2 separate regions of the Mustela erminea genome follow, and region 1 is linked to region 2. Evidence: chromatin contacts called from public Hi-C data. All regions are on one chromosome and are shown on one strand. The core of a region is the stretch at or near the end of the contact, and the rest is flanking DNA. Distances in the headings are between cores, read along the strand shown.

Region 1 (4,524 bases), core at 1,153-3,652, 300 kb after region 2:
ATGCATATTAGCACTGCCAGTGTCAATGACAAGTTTGGACCTAGGTGCTCCAGTCAGATCATCGTAGGCCAAGCTTCTTTCCTGCTGGGCATTATGACACCTACCCTCTCAGGTGTAGGGAACCATACTGCTTCTCATTCTTCTAGACCCCAAGTCTATTCCTTTCCCTCAGGACCCACCTGGGCACCAGCAGCCACTTGTCCCACAAGATATGGGACCAGAGCATCAGTGAGGATGCGAAGCAGCTGGTGACTAGCCTGTGGTTTCTGGTAAAGCCAACGCTTGGCCTGAGCCATGGTGCTTGAGCCGCCACCCTCAATCATGTATGTCATCAGAGTCCACTGCAAAAAGGATACAAAGAGAATGTCATAGGTGTAGAAGCCAGACTGATACCTACTTCCCTTGTCTACACCAGACCCACCAGAATGATCTCCCCATGCCCAAGTCCCTGCCTTGTTCCACATTACCGGGGCACCAGCAAAGCCAATCAGCGGCACACGCCCAGCCAGCTGTTGTCGGGTAAGGGTGATGGCCTGGAACACATAGCTCAGTTCAGAGGTCACTGTTGCTGGATCCCGGAGACGTTCTAAGTCCCGTTCTTCTCTTAATGGCTCTGGGAAGCTGGGCCCTTTGCCAGGTACCATAGTCACCTCCATGCCCAGTGCCTGGCAAGGAAGAAAATACCTGGATTTCCTACCTATAACTCTAGGAGAAAAGGCTCTGTTCAGCCCATGTCAAGAAGGAAGAAAAGGAAAATGAAACTTGGTCAAACTCCATCTCTTTCAGCCCAGTTTTTCCATCTGTCCAGTGTAGATAAGTGCTTATCTTGAGCCTTGGCTACCTTTACTCTTTCTTACCCATCAGGTTTGAATGGGTACCTGGGGTACAACAAGGATGTCAGAGAAGATGATGGCAGCATCCAGAGGGAAGCGACGCAGTGGCTGTAGGGAATAGAAGACAGGTTACTAGAAGGCAAACTGAGGGCATAAATACCTCCCTTTTTCATAGAGGCCTCACCTGCAAAGTCAGTTCACAGCAGGCCTCTGGGGAGCGACAGGTGCTGAAAAAGTCCTGGGCAGCCCGAGTTTCCCTAAACTCTGCAGACAGAAGAGGGAAAGCTGGGCCGAACTCTGAGGAACCTCTGGATCCCTCCCCTGCCCCTCAAAAATCTTTTCACTCTCCAGAGTTTCACTTGGATTCCTGGGCCCGACCCTCACCTGGTAAATAGCGGCCTGCCTGCCGCATGCACCAAACGGGAGTATAGTCTGTGTCTTCTCCCCAGGCTGCTCGCAGGAACGTGTCATTCTTCAGCTCTGGAAAACCCTGGGATCTGGAGATCAGGAGGGGGAAGGGGTAGGTGTCAGTAAGCTTGGACAAGAGTTGGGAAAGGCCCGGGTTCTTAAGGCGGATTCATTCTGACACCACTATCTGCCTTCTCCAGCCAGTTCCTAAGCTGTGGCTCCCCGCCCATTCCATTTCTTCTTTGCCTATCAGATGGTGCACAAGACTAGAAGGGCCCGCGCTGGGGCCTCTATCTTCCACACAGCCCCAACTCCCCCAAGTTCAAAGCCACTGGAGAAACTGGGGGAAGGGCGTAATGAAAGCCCAGTAGGAACTGATCAGGGTCTTTGGGCCAGAAAATCTCAGGAACAGGGCTACCAGTTGGCTGGTTCGGAAGCTGGTAGATCCCAGGCTAGGGTACACTGAGAAATCAGAGAAGACGGTCCCAAAATACGGATCCTAACTGAGGATTAGAAAATCCTGGAGGCATCCCCTAAACGAGTCTCAGGAATCCATGTATAGAGGATTAGGGATTCCAGAGACAGGAATCGGGTTGGGAACTCTCCAAGGTCGGGAAAGAGGGGTATAGGGACAGATTCCTGAGTTGGAAGAGTCAGGTCAGAAACCACGCCGGCCATACCAAGTGGTGCAGAGAACTCACCCCGACCCGTTCGCCTCCATGATAAGCCGTGGCTAACTGCGAGCAGAGTCTCCACCGTAACGTCAACCAGAGTCTGTGAGATCAAGCTCCACCCCTTCCTGGAGGGAGCCAGGGTCGGCGCCATGTTGAAAGTCACATGATCAGACACTGGCATTAGCTCCGGGGCTGCCCTGGGTGCTGCCGGTAGGACCCCCGACAACCTTTCTCCACCGTAAAATCCGCTGTAGCGTCGCAGCAACAAACGCCCCCACGCTTCTCCTACCCTCCCCACCGCCAAGAACTCCGCAAATAACTACCCCTTACCGTGGCATCAGGAATCTCCTCTCCTCTGATGGCCTGGAAATCCGAGAGTTTCAGCCGAGACTCACTTTTACTCCCATGCTCCATGATTCTAACAATCTTAGGCCTGGCGACCAGGCAGGCACACAGTGGATTAAAGAACCAAGCTCTACAGGGAAATGAAATAATTAAATATTTACGTTACCGGGGCACCTGGGTGGCTCAGTTGGTTAAGTGTGCGGCTTGTGATTTCGGCTCAGGTCATGATGTCATGGGTCCTGAGACTGAGTCCTCAGTGGGACCCCACACTCCTCTGGGAGTCGGCTTGGGATTCTCTCCCTCTGCCGCTACCCGGAACTCAAGTGTGCGCAGGCACAGTGCGGTATCTCTCTCTCACTCTTAGAATAAGTCTTTTTAAAATATATATTTATATTACCTACTAAGAGGCGGGCACTATATATAGTAGATGCAGAAGTTAACAGTGGTCACCAAGACAGCCCTTTCCTTTAAGGAGCTACAGACTGGTGGATCAGCGATCATAATAGTAAATGTTTCAAGAGGAAAAAACCAGAAGTAGCTAGCAAGGGCTCTTCCTGTAACTAGGGAAAGCAGTAGGGGTGTTCCAAATAGAGGGAACAGCAGGTGCAAAGAGAAGAGGCAAAAGAACAAATGGCTATTGTGGGAACCAGAAGACCCATCTGCTGGAATTAAAGAGGCTAGAGGTGTCTTCAGAGTCCAGGTCATGCATGCCCTTATGAGATTCACTTATCCACTTTATTCTGTAGTAGCACCGTAGCATACAAACAGCTTGGAGAGAAGGGAAGAGGGGCACTATGTTCCCAGCTTTCTAAGGAGAAAATAAAAGGAAAATCGTCAGAATTACACGGGATCAAAAATTATTTCTTTCTTGATAACTTTGATTATTTGAAAACTAAATCAAAACAAAGTTTCCATCCAAATGTCCATCAACGGATGAATGGATAAACGATATGTAGTGTATACATAAAACACAGTATTAGTCGACCCATAAAAAGAAATTTAAGTTCTATTCATGCTATGATATTGTTGCAATATTATTCTAAGTGAAATAAGACAGACCCAAAAGGAAAATATTATATGGTTCCATTTATGAAATATCTAGAATAGGCTAATTCATAGAGACAGAAAGTAGATTAGAGTTTATCGAGTAGGCCATGAGGAGTTATTGCTTAAAGAGAAAGCCCTGCTGTTTGGAATGATGAAAAAGTTTTGGAAATAGGTAATTGTACTCTTAAAGTGGTTAACTCAGCAAATTTACACTTATTTTACTACAGTTTTTAAAAATATATAAAAAACCATCATACATTTTAAATGGGTGACTTATATGGAATATGAATTATATCTCAAAAAAAACTTTTTAAAAAACTGTTTGCCAGGGAGGGTGGGAGACAAAGTTTCCTTATACTTCACCAACAGCTCCTGTACTTTTTTTTTTTTTTTTTGCCTCCATCCTATCTACCCACCTTGGACCTATCTTCCCGCATTGGACCTTTCCTCTCATCTGGTTCAGAATTACTGGGAGAAACTGGATAATGATCACAAGTGTCCTAGGATTAGGAGTAACAACCAGGATGAGCGCTGAACAACTCAAGGCTCCTATCAGTGGCAGGGCTAAGGAGGGGATTATTCTCCCAAATATTTTAGCAATACTGCCCCTAGGATGAGGAGCTAAGAGGATGTCTGTTAGATTTTTAGAGTCTTCTGGTTGTGTGTGACTCATCAGAGTGGGAATGCAAAAACGGGCCAGAGAACCAGAAAAATGTCTGTTCCAATGATCCAGCCTAGATAGGATAGCGGTTCAATGAGGGCATAAAATGGTGGAAGCAAAGAGGACAGACAGGGAGAGATGGATCAGGTAAAGACAACTGAACTTGGGTCTGGTTGGCCCAGCACGAGGCACATTGGTTTGTAGTAAGTTTAAGTATCTGAGTACACAGGTTAATACGGCAGGCGCTCTGGGTGCCCTTAGTCCAGAACTTACGGCGAAGGCTGGCCGAAGGCGGGGCCGAGCGTGGTGGGAAGCTTGGTCAGCCTTCGCGGCTGCGGCTCTGGGAGCCGAACCGCCGCTCCTGGGCTCTCCTTTGCCACTTCACCATGGCAGGCCCAGGACCGGGCGCGGCTCTAGAGTCCCCGCGGCAGTTGCTGGGCCGCGTGCGCTTCCTGGCAGAGGCAGCGCAGAGCCTCCGCGCTGGACGGCCGCTGCCGGCGGCGCTGGCGTTCGTGCCACGCGAGGTGCTCTACAAGCTTTACAAGGACCCAGCGGG
Region 2 (4,783 bases), core at 2,084-4,583:
GGCTTCTGTGGGCACATTCATGGGCCTGTTTCAGCCCCTTGGTTCTCCCTCCAGGTGGTCCACACCTTCTCTCACATCAAGCTGACATATCAAGTATACAGTCTGGCCCTGGACGGGCACACCCCAGTGACCGTCACGCCACCTGGCGCTCGCTGGCTGACCCGCGAGGAGTTTCACACTGCTGCTGTCTCCACCGCTATGAAAAAGGCACTACTTGTGTTGTCTTCCTTGTACTTTTTTGTGTTTCCTGTATGTTCTTTGTGAACCTATTACCATGTAAACAGGGAAACACAAAAGCTATTTTAAACAGGTGTGTTGTGGGGGGCATGAAGTTGAGAGACTACAGGGGTTTGGCTCTTTGGGGTTAAGACGCCAGCCCTGCGCTCTCCCCGTCTCTCCTTGGCTAGGTGTTCCGTGTGTATGAGGGCCAACAGCCAGGCACCCGCAAGGTGAGTCTCGTTGGCCCTCCCCCAGCCATCTTTCCCCAGCCCTGAACCCACGGGTTTTCAGTGAGCTAAATGACACGTGCTTGGGTGAACATTATCCCCTCCAGACTTCGCTGTGGGCAGCCAAGTAATAGTTCTTCCCTGGAGACCTTAGAGCTTGGAATCCGGGGTGGAGAATAAGAACAAATGATGGAGACAATAGGGTCACAGGTGTGTGAAAAATGCTTGTACTAGGTTTTGTGGTTTATGAGAGTTTTCCATTCTGTCTGGGAGGCAAAGATCAGGAAAGGCTGCTTAGAAGCAGCAGCTGGTAATCTGGTTTTAAGAAATGAATCATTATCTCCAGGTCTGGAAGGGGAGTCTGCAGCAAGAATGTTGCTACAAGCAAAGTGTGAGCAAAGCTGGTGTAACTCGGAGTGCTGCGCGCAGGGACACATTTGATGGGCAGGGCCTGCGCAGGCCAGTCAGGGCCAGGGGCACCAGGCCACGAAAGCATTTTTGGTGGAGAGAGAAGTCCATTTGTATCTTAGGGAGAGTACCTTGGGCTGCCATTTAGAGTTGACCGAAGGTGTAGATAATGGAGACCAGCTGGAAGCTTTACCGCGTTCAGACAGGAACCTGAGCTGTATCAGTGCCGTAGAGGGGGGGGCAGGAGAGGACACTCTGCTGCCCCCCGAGTGGCTCCTTCCTTTGACTTCTGCACAGGGTTCCAAACGGTCCCCAGAGTCTACTCCATCCAGCCGGAAAAGGCCCGGCCCGGGCCAGCAAGTCCTGGATAATTTCTTCCGGCCTCACCTCCCCACGGATGCACCCCACCTCAACAGTACGGCCCAGTGACGCCTCTGCAAGCCCCCACTTCCTGAGAATCCGTTTTTAGCTTTTTTTTTTTTTTTTTAAATAAAGTACTTATTTTTATAGTCCTTTTGGAGACTTTCCACCTCCTCCCTAGCCCACTCATTCTTCTCCTCAGAGGGGCCCGGAAAGTGGTGAAGTCCCGCACTCCCAGCCAGCCCGGGGCAAATGGAGGTGAGTGTTCTGTCCCGAGTGATCGTCCTCCCCCAGCCCCCAGGAGAGAGGAAGAAAGCAGCTGCAGTGGGCCCCCTGCCCAAGGCCTCCCCACCCACAGAGGCTGCTCCCTAGGGAGAAGGGAACCGGGAGGATTTGTTCTGTCTTAAATTCCTACCTTAAACACTAAATTTATTTCTGTATTGTTTCATATGTAGTGAAACAATACAGCGAATCAAGGGTTAATAATCATAAAATTGGGGGCTATGGTGGAGAGAAATGGGATCAGAGAAGGTCACAAAGATGGTTCAAAAATATCGGTAAGTTCTATTTCCTACTATAATTCCTTTATCATTCTTTATGTTAGTTATAGACTACGTAAGAACATTTCATGGTTTTAAAAAAAAAAAAATCCCACCTCTTTGGACCCCAGTGAGAGCTTCAAGTTCTGGTAGGTACCGAAGACATGGTGGCTGTACCTGGCCCCTGGAGACAAAGCCCTTCACCCCAAGCCTCTGCAGGTGTTTCTCAGTTCAGCTGGCCCTGTGCTCCAGTATAGGAGGCTGAAACCAGCCGCAACCTTCCTCAGGTTTCCCATTCCCTGGTGGCTTGCTCCTGCACCGACTGCCATAGGGCCCGGATGTTGCCCTGGCCAAAGCCTGTGGCCCCCTGCCTCTGAATCAGCTCCAGGAAGAAGGTGTCCTCTGGAAAGAGAGACTTGGTGAAGACCTGAAGCAGAAACTTGCCTTCATCGCCATCCAGCAGGATCCCCTGTCGGGCCAGCAGGCTAGGCTCATGCCCAGCAGCTAGGATCTGCCTTTCCTTGCCTGGCTGCTGGTAGTATGCCTCAGGAGGAGCCAGCAGCTGGCCCCCAGCTGCTGCTACCCGCTCAGTGGCTTCTACAATGTTCGGCGTGTAGAGCCCCACGTGCTGCAGTCCTGGTCCCCTGTGCCGGGTCAGGAACTGCTCCACCTGGTCCTGTCCACTAGAAGCCCCTGGTAGGGTCTCAGCCAGCACGAGAGTGGGGACAGCACTGCCTGGTGGGGTCTGCAGGGCCGTGAGCTTCAGTCCCCCTCTCCCAGCTCCTGCTGTCACCTCGAGGCCTGTCTTGGGGTCCTCACCTGGACTCAGTGGCAGGTGGCGAAAATCTAGGCAGTCGTGGAACCAGCGCATCAGTGTGGGGGAGCTGCCAGGGATGCAGGCCAGGGTCAGGTGGTCCACGTGGCTGACCCAGCCCGGGCTGGCTGCAGAGGATACGGGCTGGAATCCTGGGAGGAAAGGCCCTCGGACGCCCGCACGCTCCAGGAGTGTCAGGCTGAGGTTGCCGGCAGGCGAGCGGACCACAGCGTAGGTGGCTGTGCCCTGCGTATCCCTCACGCTAACCGGGGGCACCGGCACGCTGCAGCCCTGCGCGACCAACGCCCGGGCGGCGGCGCCCGCGTCCGCCACGTCGAAACACAGGTTGGTGGCACTGGGCACAGCATGACGTGGGTCCAGGCCGTACAGCGGCTCCCCCAGCCCTGCGCCCTCGTTCACCAAAAAGACCGCGTCGCCGCTGCGCAGGGCCAACTGCCGCCAGCCTTCTGCCTCCCGCACGGCCAGGGGCTGGAAACCGAAGAGACGCTGCAGATCCTGGGTCAGGGGCTGCCCCGCGGGCACGTGGAAGGCAATGTGGCACAGACGACGGGCGTGCACGGCCATGGCGGTCCGGGTGATGACCCTGGCTTGTCCTTCCCCCTAGTAAGGCCGCTCACCTGGCTTTTCAAGACTCCCGGACTCTCCGTCCCAGGTTTGTCGTCAGAAGCTAGTGGAGTCCAGTTTTGCCTTCAGAGCGCATTCCTCGCTCTTTTCTGAGGAAGTCACAGACTCACCCCTTTGGGGCTCGCGGGGCAGCGTTGGGACCACGCGGTCTGCGGGGCCAGTGGTGAAAACCACGTGGAGCCAGAGCTGGGGTGCAGCCGGAGGGATGGGGCGGCGCCAGGGACCGCGGCTCACACTCTCCTCCTCCCACGCAGACCGTGTCGCCAAGGGTACAGCGGGGACGCAGGACTGCCCTTTCCCAGAGCCTGTTTATGGGCCATGCCCTCGGGCACCGAGCCTCCCTTCTCCCACAGCCCCGGAGACCACAATAGCTGCCTTCACTTGGTGCCAGCGGCCGGGCTTTCTCTCCTCCCCTAAACTTAAGAGCAAAGGAAACCAATCCTAGCTGGGGGAGGAGCCAGAATTCCTAACCGCTTACCCCCGCCCCTGCCCCAAGCAAGGAATTTACCAGTGTCAAGTTTTAGCTTAAAAATTCTAGAGAATTTTGCCTTTGACGCGTAATGTTCCTTTAAAACTTTAAAAATATCAAAATATTTTTTTACAGATTTTCTTTCCCTCCCCAAATTGGTCCAGAGAAACTGATGTTATAGGAAGCTAGGTCATTTGTATGGCTCCTCAAATCTCTTTCTCTCTGTTAGTCTCTCAACTGCGCCTCTTTCTTCAACCCCACTTCTCTCTCAACAATCTTTTGACCCTGACCCAAGCAAGATTTGGAGAAAAAAACTGGTGGCACAGGACCTGAAAGAAACAGCTGCATTAGTGTCCTTTCTCTCCCTCCTGACCCTAAAGGACTAGAACTCAAGCCCTTCTTGTAGCTTCCTGACTGGGTATTGGGCCAGAGAAGCTTTCTATAGGCTTTTCTGGGCTTGAGACCCAGAATTGTGTGAGATCACTGGATTGAGTAGAATTGAGTAGATAATAGGAGTCTTCTGAGACTTCAGCGGGTGGCTCTTGGAGGGTTTGGGAAGGGCACTTCAGGGGTAAATGGCATAAGCAAAAAGGTCAGGAATGCGAGCCAAACCCTCAGAGGAGCAAGAGCATAAGACTGGGGAGACATTTGGGATAGATGCTATGGTTCCAGGCATTGCAAAGGAGATTCCTTTGTCAGGGAGCAGATATGATACCATTCAGTATTACGTCATTGTCAAGTTCATTGGCAAGAGGAAGAAGGTTGTGATGGAGGCACAGGGCTGAGAAAAAGAGGTCTGGCTGCGTGTTTAGTCTTGCAGTCAGGTAGGCAGTACCAAGAAGCTGATCAGCAATGGTAAAATACACTTGGTGCTACTCTGCAGACTAATAAATTGGAGAACATGGGTTCCAAAAGCTGGATAGACCCGGGTTTGAAAACTACCTCCAATATTTAGTAGCTGTATGACTTGGAGCAAGTTGCTTATCTTCTCTGAGACTTGATTTTCTCCTCTGTAAAAATGGGAATAATAATAGTACCTACTTCATAGGGTTGTTGTGATTAAATAAGATAGTATATTCTGCAGCCTGGCAAGGGGTCCAGG

What was found. Hi-C and Micro-C count contacts between places; a contact is called where the count stands out from the background.
Region 1: a Hi-C map of spleen shows a contact between it and region 2, with 4 times the contacts expected there. The contact joins the promoter of UROD here to the promoter of HPDL in region 2. A contact is called at or near these places in 2 of 3 Hi-C or Micro-C datasets (fibroblasts and spleen).

Annotation. Positions count from the first base shown.
Region 1 is chr10:74,753,944-74,758,467 of mMusErm1.Pri, forward strand. UROD (uroporphyrinogen decarboxylase) reads right to left here and starts at 2,403. Exons shown (of 9, transcript XM_032361609.1): 1 at 1,943-2,403; 2 at 1,218-1,330; 3 at 879-941; 4 at 468-665; 5 at 180-341. The coding sequence starts at 1,304. HECTD3 (E3 ubiquitin-protein ligase HECTD3) reads left to right here and starts at 4,244. Exons shown (of 21, transcript XM_032361605.1): 1 at 4,244-4,524. The coding sequence starts at 4,355.
Region 2 is chr10:74,454,688-74,459,470 of mMusErm1.Pri, forward strand. HPDL (4-hydroxyphenylpyruvate dioxygenase-like protein) reads right to left here and starts at 3,334. Exons shown (of 1, transcript XM_032361157.1): 1 at 1,759-3,334. The coding sequence starts at 3,152. The coding sequence ends at 2,037. MUTYH (adenine DNA glycosylase) reads left to right here. Exons shown (of 17, transcript XR_004289824.1): 14 at 55-207; 15 at 408-449; 16 at 1,152-1,472.